Regions from separate parts of the Anser cygnoides genome. Here region 1 is linked to region 2. A link is a contact called in public Hi-C data. All regions are on one chromosome and are shown on one strand. Each heading gives the region's core, a stretch centred on a gene start, on an enhancer-like site or on the middle of the called end of the contact. The rest is flanking DNA. Distances are from core to core; before and after follow the strand shown. Region 1 holds the start of CCDC92B (coiled-coil domain containing 92B). Region 2 overlaps PAFAH1B1 (platelet activating factor acetylhydrolase 1b regulatory subunit 1).

What was found. Hi-C and Micro-C count contacts between places; a contact is called where the count stands out from the background.
Region 1: a contact with region 2 is called in a Hi-C map of liver, with 6 times the contacts expected there. The contact joins the promoter of CCDC92B here to the enhancer-like site in region 2. A contact is called at or near these places in 3 of 7 Hi-C or Micro-C datasets (all in liver).

What each region holds. Positions count from the first base shown.
Region 1 is chr18:12,521,518-12,524,815 of Taihu_goose_T2T_genome, forward strand. It overlaps CCDC92B (coiled-coil domain containing 92B), which reads right to left and starts at 1,396. Exons shown (of 1, transcript XM_048074055.2): 1 at 1-1,396. CLUH (clustered mitochondria homolog) reads right to left here. Exons shown (of 28, transcript XM_066979502.1): 3 at 1,420-1,467.
Region 2 is chr18:12,469,519-12,473,098 of Taihu_goose_T2T_genome, forward strand. PAFAH1B1 (platelet activating factor acetylhydrolase 1b regulatory subunit 1) reads left to right here. Exons shown (of 11, transcript XM_066979524.1): 11 at 1,225-3,580. The coding sequence ends at 1,298. Among named protein-coding and RNA genes, the nearest start is that of PAFAH1B1, 33 kb to the left of the region's middle. Within about 2 kb of position 1,578, at least 1 of the 3 cell types and tissues checked has open chromatin away from gene starts, as enhancers often do. A contact at or near this core is called in liver, where this site is marked.

The DNA of each region.
Region 1 (3,298 bases), core at 146-2,645, 52 kb after region 2:
AGAGACTGCATTTTTTAATTGTCCATCTGTAGAGCAATTTGGGTAACAAAACTTTGCATTTCCCTACTCCCTTCTGCCCAATGATCCTGAAAGGGCGGAGGGGCTGGGGACAGGGCTTTGGGGAGCACGGCAGCCACAGCGGCCCATCTCTCGGGGCTCCTCCAGGCAGCCTTCAGCCTGCTGTGGAAACGCACCGGCCCACCGAGGGTGCCCAGTATGAGGACAAGTCCTGCCCCACGGCCACGTGTGTCCCCGTGGGGACCCACCTCTGCACCAGGCAAGGTGCCCCCGGCAGGCCGGGCCGCGAGCCCCCCACGCAGCCCTCCCGTGGGGCCGAGGAGGGCAGCGCCCGTCACTGGGGACCAGCGCAGCGCACACGGCATGCCCAGGCGCACTCCCGTGGCTGTGAAAAAGCTCTGCTTTTTATGATACGCTTTGCAACCACTTTATAGCTTCAGCTCTTAAGTGTCTTCTGCAGAGGAAAAATGCTTTCTAATGAGATCTTAAGGGAGGCAGCTGCACACGGTAATTATTACATGAGTGGCATTTGAAGAGCGATCATTTGATGGCATCTTAATTTAGGTTGTTGCCCCATAAATGTAGCAAATGTGCTCGTACTCCTAAGCTGTTAAAAGGCTGAACGATGGGCAGAGGCCTGCGGGCAGTGCTCACTGCAGACGGTCCCTGCAGCACGGGCAGGGACGCGGGGCTGGGCTCGGGTCAGCGGCCAGGCCCCGGGAGAGGCGGTGGCCATGAGGATGGGGCAGTAACGCCGGGCAGGGGAGCCCGGGGTGGTTCTGAGGGATGCATTTCTGCAGGGCCTGGGCAGGGGCAGCATGGGCACCTCCCTCGCCACCGATCCACACCGGGACCTGGGGGTTAGCACATTGAGAAATGCGCCTTGGCCAGCTCTGCAGCGCTGATCCCGGCCCACAAGGCTCATGCCAGCAGCTTGCAGACATTCTGGGTGCACCAGCAATCCTCTCCCCTTATTATGGAACGTGGAAGATTATTTTGCGGGTCATAGTGAGGAACTGGTGGTGCCTTCAGGATGGTCTGCAGGGGTGAGAGGAGCTCAGGGGGTAACCGATAACCCCCTTGTTTGCTTTTTCCTGTGGCTCAAGGCTTTGCAGGCTTTGAGATGCTCCCTGGGGGTCCGTGGACTACCCCTAAGGCTCTGTGTAAGGGGATTAGCAAAGCAAACCCTATGGATCCTTGCTTTCACATGCAAAACCCTTTTTTTTTTTGCACAGGCATTTGAGGCCCTTTAACCTCGGTGCTAAGAGGCTGTGAACTGTGCACGTGGGCTTCCCAGCCCCACCACCCCTGAGGGCAAGGGGACCCCGTGCCCCCAGGCCCCGTGCGGGCAGCCCGCACCCCACACACCCCACTTAGCGCATGCAAACCGCGAGATCCTACCTTGCTGGCGGGCTTCCAGCTCTTTCATTTCAAGGTCGTGGGTCAGCTCTAGGAGAGAAATCAAACAGGGATGAGCCCAAGCCCCTGCCCCTGCCCGGCGCCTTCGCTGCTTCCCCTTTCCTGCTGCCCAGGCTGCCGCTCGCCCGGCACCTGCCGGGGCTGAGCCCTGGCTCCTCTGCCCGGCCACGGCGCCCGCCCCAGCGCTCCCAGCCGCGGCTGGTCCAGAGCCCGGTGCCTGGCAATCCGTGAGTTATTAGGCAGCCTCGGGACCTGCAGCAGCCCCTGCCCCTGGGATGTGACTGGTGCAGTCGCAGGTCCTGCCCCACCGCAGGCAGGAGAGGCTCCCTCACACCCATGGGGACTTCTTTTTTTGGAACCATTTTCGGTGCTTTAAATCAGGACAAAGAGCAAAGCAAGGGACTGAAAATAGACCAAAGTGTAAACTGCAGCCTGAAGTATTTCATAATGTACTGCTTCCAGCCTGCGCTCCCTGCCTCTGCACATTACGCAAGTGGGACGTCCTTGTCCCTGCGCTGTGCCTGGAGCAGGACGCTGCTGCACTGTTGCAGCACTACGTACGCTCCAAAAGCCTCTTCAAACCTGTCACTGTGCGCAGCCCGGTGGCCCACGGCTCTCCTGCCAAAGGGCCGAGGCTCCCCCAGGGCCCCCAGCTCCCCAGCACCCAGCCCTTCAGGGCTCGTACAGCAGGGAGGGCCCCCCACAGCCCCCGGGGCACCACAGCGGGGTGGCTGCAGTGCAGAAAGCACTTCACCCCCTACCTCGGGAACAAACCGCCGGAGCGTTCCCGCGGACAAACGGGCACCGAAGCACCCCACGGGATGCGCACACTGCGTGGCCACGGCCCCCGTGCGCCCACAGCACCCTGCCGAGCCCGCCAGGGACAGCGACAGGGCGAGCTCAGGGACCTGCTGGAGCTTGCCTTTAACCTGCGAACATTTACAATTTCTTTTGAATTAATACCACAGACTACTAGACTACCAGCAGCTAAGAGAGGAGAAGGAAAGAGCTAACAGCAGTAGTCAGTCATTTTGGAGCTCTTTTCTTTCTGAATATGAATTCAAATGGTTAATCTTTGCCCTACATTTTTCTTTTAATCTGCTTTCGTGTTGACTCTAATCCTCATCACTGCCATCCTTCTGAAGCGAAACGCTTGGCTCAGGCTCCTCTGCCCGTCTGTCTTAGAAAACAAATCTGTAGTGAGAATGCAGAAGTAACTGAGAACGTAATGCAATTTCTGGAAAGCTTTCAGCACTCCTGACTGCCCCATTGGAAATCAATGGTAGCTGCGTTATTTTTCTGAAGCTAAAATAATGGGTTTGGAGTCTCAGAGATATTCCAAATGAAATCTAAAGCAGTCTCCCGTTTGGAAAGACAGCGATGCTCTGCTGAATAACGCACAGAGCGGGCTCCTTGCTGCTGTGCCAGCCGCGGGGGTGCTGCAAACCGCCCCGGGCTGCGGGCTGGATGTGTGCGGCGGCAGCCCTGCCCCGGCTGCTCTGCCCTGGCCTTGCCACAGCGGGACGTGGCCGTGCCTCGGAGGGGCCGCAGCCCGCTCCAGCTCCGTGTTCCTCTCCCCTTGCACATCTCCATGGGGCTCCCCCCGCCGCCTGGGCTGGCCGGGCCCTGGCACCCCACCGGGCGCTGCGGTTGCGCTCTGCAGCGGCCAGGACGCCCTCGCCGCCCCCGGGGCCACGCGGTCCCAGCCGTGGGACACCATCCACGCCCTCGGGAGCAGCCGGGGCCCGCAGGGCCTCCGCTGCCCTCTGGACACCAGGTTGCTCCTGCGCTCGGACAGACGCGGGGGAGAGCGGAGGGGCTGCCAGCACCTTCTCTGCTGCACTTTGCTGATCCATCACGC
Region 2 (3,580 bases), core at 328-2,827:
TTTCTGTACAATTAGGTGTTCCGAATCATAGAATCATTTAGGTTGGAAAAGACCTCTTAAGATATCTGGTCCATCCTTTAATCTAGCACTGCCAAGTCCAACATTAAACCATGTCACTAAGTAGTACGTGTACATGTTTTTTTGAAGACTTTCGGGGTTGGTGACTCAACTTCTTCCCTGGGCAGTCTGTTCCAATACTTCACAACCCTTTCAGCGAAGAAAATTTTTCCAGATATCCAACCTAAACCTCCCCTGGTGCATTTCAAAGCCAATTCCTTCTGTCTTTCACTTAGTGCTTGGAAGAAGAGACCAATCCCCACCTTGCTTATAGCTTGCTGTAAGGTAATTGTAAAGTGTGATAAGGTCTCCCCTGAAACGTCTTCTCTCCAAGTTAAACAACGCCAGCTCCTTCAGTCACTCCTCACAAGACTTGTTCTCTAGACCCTTCACCAGCTTCATTGCCCTTCTTTGGGCATGCTCCAGGGCCTCGATGTCCTTCTTGTAGTGAGGGTCCCAGAACTGAACACAGTACTTGAGGTGCGGCCTCACCAGAGCTGAGTACAGGGGAACGATAAGTTCCCTAGTCGTGCTGATTCGGATCCAAGCCAGGATGCCATTGGCCTTCTTGGCCACCTGGGCACACTGCTGCCTCATATTCAGCCGACTATCAACCAATACCCCCAGGTCCCTTTCCAATTGGCAGCTTTCCAGCCATTTTTCCCCCAGCCTTTTGACTCTTGACTCTTCATGGATAAACTTGAGTACTGTCTGCTGACCCACCCAGTCCAAAACTTACTTGCATATATGACATAATTTGGGATCTCGTGAGCAACACTACACTTTTTTTTAAACATCAGCTCTACTGTCTACAGCAAAAAGCAAAAGTTTCTTGACTTCTGATTCTAAACTTATATGTAAATAATGATGTTGTCTTCCGGTAATGTTCAAGGGCTTTATCACTTTTGAGGTATTTCAGACTTGTCTCTGTTATAACTTGATCAGATTTCTTTTCCATGGAAGCTCCTTTATAACTGAACTGAAAATAGATTTTCTTGCTTCACAAAACTTTACATTAGAGAATTTGCCTTCAAAACTGGATATGCAGAACTTTGAAATTTAGTCTTTGAAACGGTGTCATTTTTGGGGGAAAAGTAATGGCATTCAGTGAGAGAGGGAAATACTAAATTGCATTCATTCTTAACATACACTTTTCTTTCCTCACAGATTTCCACAAGACGGCACCATATGTGGTTACTGGAAGTGTAGATCAAACAGTAAAAGTGTGGGAGTGCCGTTGATTGAATTCACATTTGACCCCTTTTTCCTCTGGATGCACTCAGATACCATGGTTACCCATTGAGCTCTGTTTAAATAAATATTGTCCTTTCATGTAAATTATTCTGGATGTAGATTGAGCTTATTAAATGTTACACACAAAGTATTCATGCATGGTGAATCCAAATTGTATACTGTAAATTTACATACGTTGTCTAGAAGTACCATAGGTTTAAGAACATGGGCTGGCATTGGTCACATCAGACCTAAGAAGGCAGAAGTTGGATAATTGAAAATAGGGCACTTAACTGAATAGTTGACAGTGTCGTTCTATGTCGGATAATTATACCTGTTTTTCTTTCTGCTGTCTGTTGGTGCCTGAATTGGTGACCTCATTTGGGAAAAGTTTTGTAGGGCTCTTTCAGAAATGTGTATCTATGTAACATCACTTAAGTGTGCTTAATAAATCTTCTCTAAGAATACTAGATAATATGGCTGCAATTCAGAATCTTCTGAACCTTATATGTAATTAATGGAAATTAATTAAACTTTGGAATATTTGTCATGAAACATTTGCCAAATCAACAGAATACACTTGTTTTGGCCTCCTATCACACAAGGGTTGGTATATTTATATAACTGTAAACCTGAAATAAGACAACAAATCTTAGTAGCAGCTGATGTGATAAATGTATTTATTTTTTATTTGGTCATTCAATGGTTAAGCTGTGCTGTTAAACTAAGTTTAAATGTTTTTTTTTAATGCTAGACGAACTTCCAGGAGGAGTTGTCCATCCCACTAGAACTTAGTGATCTAATTTCCAATAGAGCTTAATCTCCCAAATGACTGCCATGGTACAACTTGCTGTTTGCTTTCAATGTTTGTTAGAGATGTGCAATTCCTATTACACAAGAGTATCAAAGTACACTTCCCTTATATTCACATGCAGGAGGTTTGGGGTATGCAAAGGTTTCTTGTTTTCTTTAGTGCCTCCTTGGAAACCCTTTTGAATATGAGGTTATATTTACCTTGACAAGACAATGTGGCTTGAATAAAAACTTAGTGGTTCGCATACTGAGAAATCTTGGGATACAGTATTTAAATGCTTTAAAGAAAGCACTAAATACCTTGAGGATCAGATTATAATGGCAGATACAAATTGATACAGGCTTCTAAAAGAAAAAGAAAACACCATCAACAAAACCAAGTCCATCTGTTGGAATGATCCTATCAAGTAAACTTTTAAAAATGAAAAAATAAATCATATCAACAAAACTAGCCCAACTTGGTTATTAGTATTTGCATTGTCTGGTGTATACAATTTTTAACTTGCATATCCCTAAAGTTATAAATTTTGACCTGCAGTGAATGAAAATATTATAAATTAATGTTTTAATCACCATTTTGTGACAAATTTCATTATAGATAACTAAGAATTCCAATACTTACTGAACTAACCAGGTCTTTTTAAAAATCCACTTTAAAATTTCCAGTATACTGAAGTACCAGTCTGATATTTTAACAGATGAAATTGTGCTTTTTTATTCATTTTGTTTAATACATGGCTTTTTAAACTGTCCCTTTTAAAAATAAAAATCCTTGACCAACATAGGGTTGTCTGGAGGGTGTACACACTAAGAAATTGGTGAGGGGTATAGTGGTTAATTTCCTACAGTCGCCCCCAAGAAGGATCCTTTCTTCTGCATGGAGGAGATGGATTTCAGTATTGTTTCCCTGCATAGACTTGCCTTTGGGAAGGGGTGGAGGAAATGGAGTTCTGATGTGTGGGTTTTTTTTGAGCCAGTTTAAGATTCAGGCTAACTTCTTAAATCCAGTGGTTTACGTAATTTTCAGTGTGTGTTTCTGCACTTAAGCATGCACAGATAAAGTATTTCTTTCTTTGTTAGCTGCTTGGACTGGAAAAATTTGCTGCTCTTTGTCTATTCAAGAATTCCAGATACACAAGTAGTGCATCTTAAAATTCCTCAGTGCATCTGCAATTGTTAAGTAATAAGTCCGTTTAATTCCTGATAGGACCTAGAAACTTTATTTAAGTATAACAAAAAACCACACTCATGTACATAACTCGTAAACATAACTGAGAAATTAAAGGTACCTATTAAGTGGAAATTGTCTACTGCATTTTTTTCCCTGTAGTATACAACTATACACAAGGGCAAACAACTAACTAAAGTCATGTAAGCAGCATCTAATTGCTTGTGTGAAACACCCTGCCAAGTACTTCTGTAGTGCAGTTTGCAACCTTCTCCTTTAATAAGCAGTGAATAATCTCAGGGATGGTCC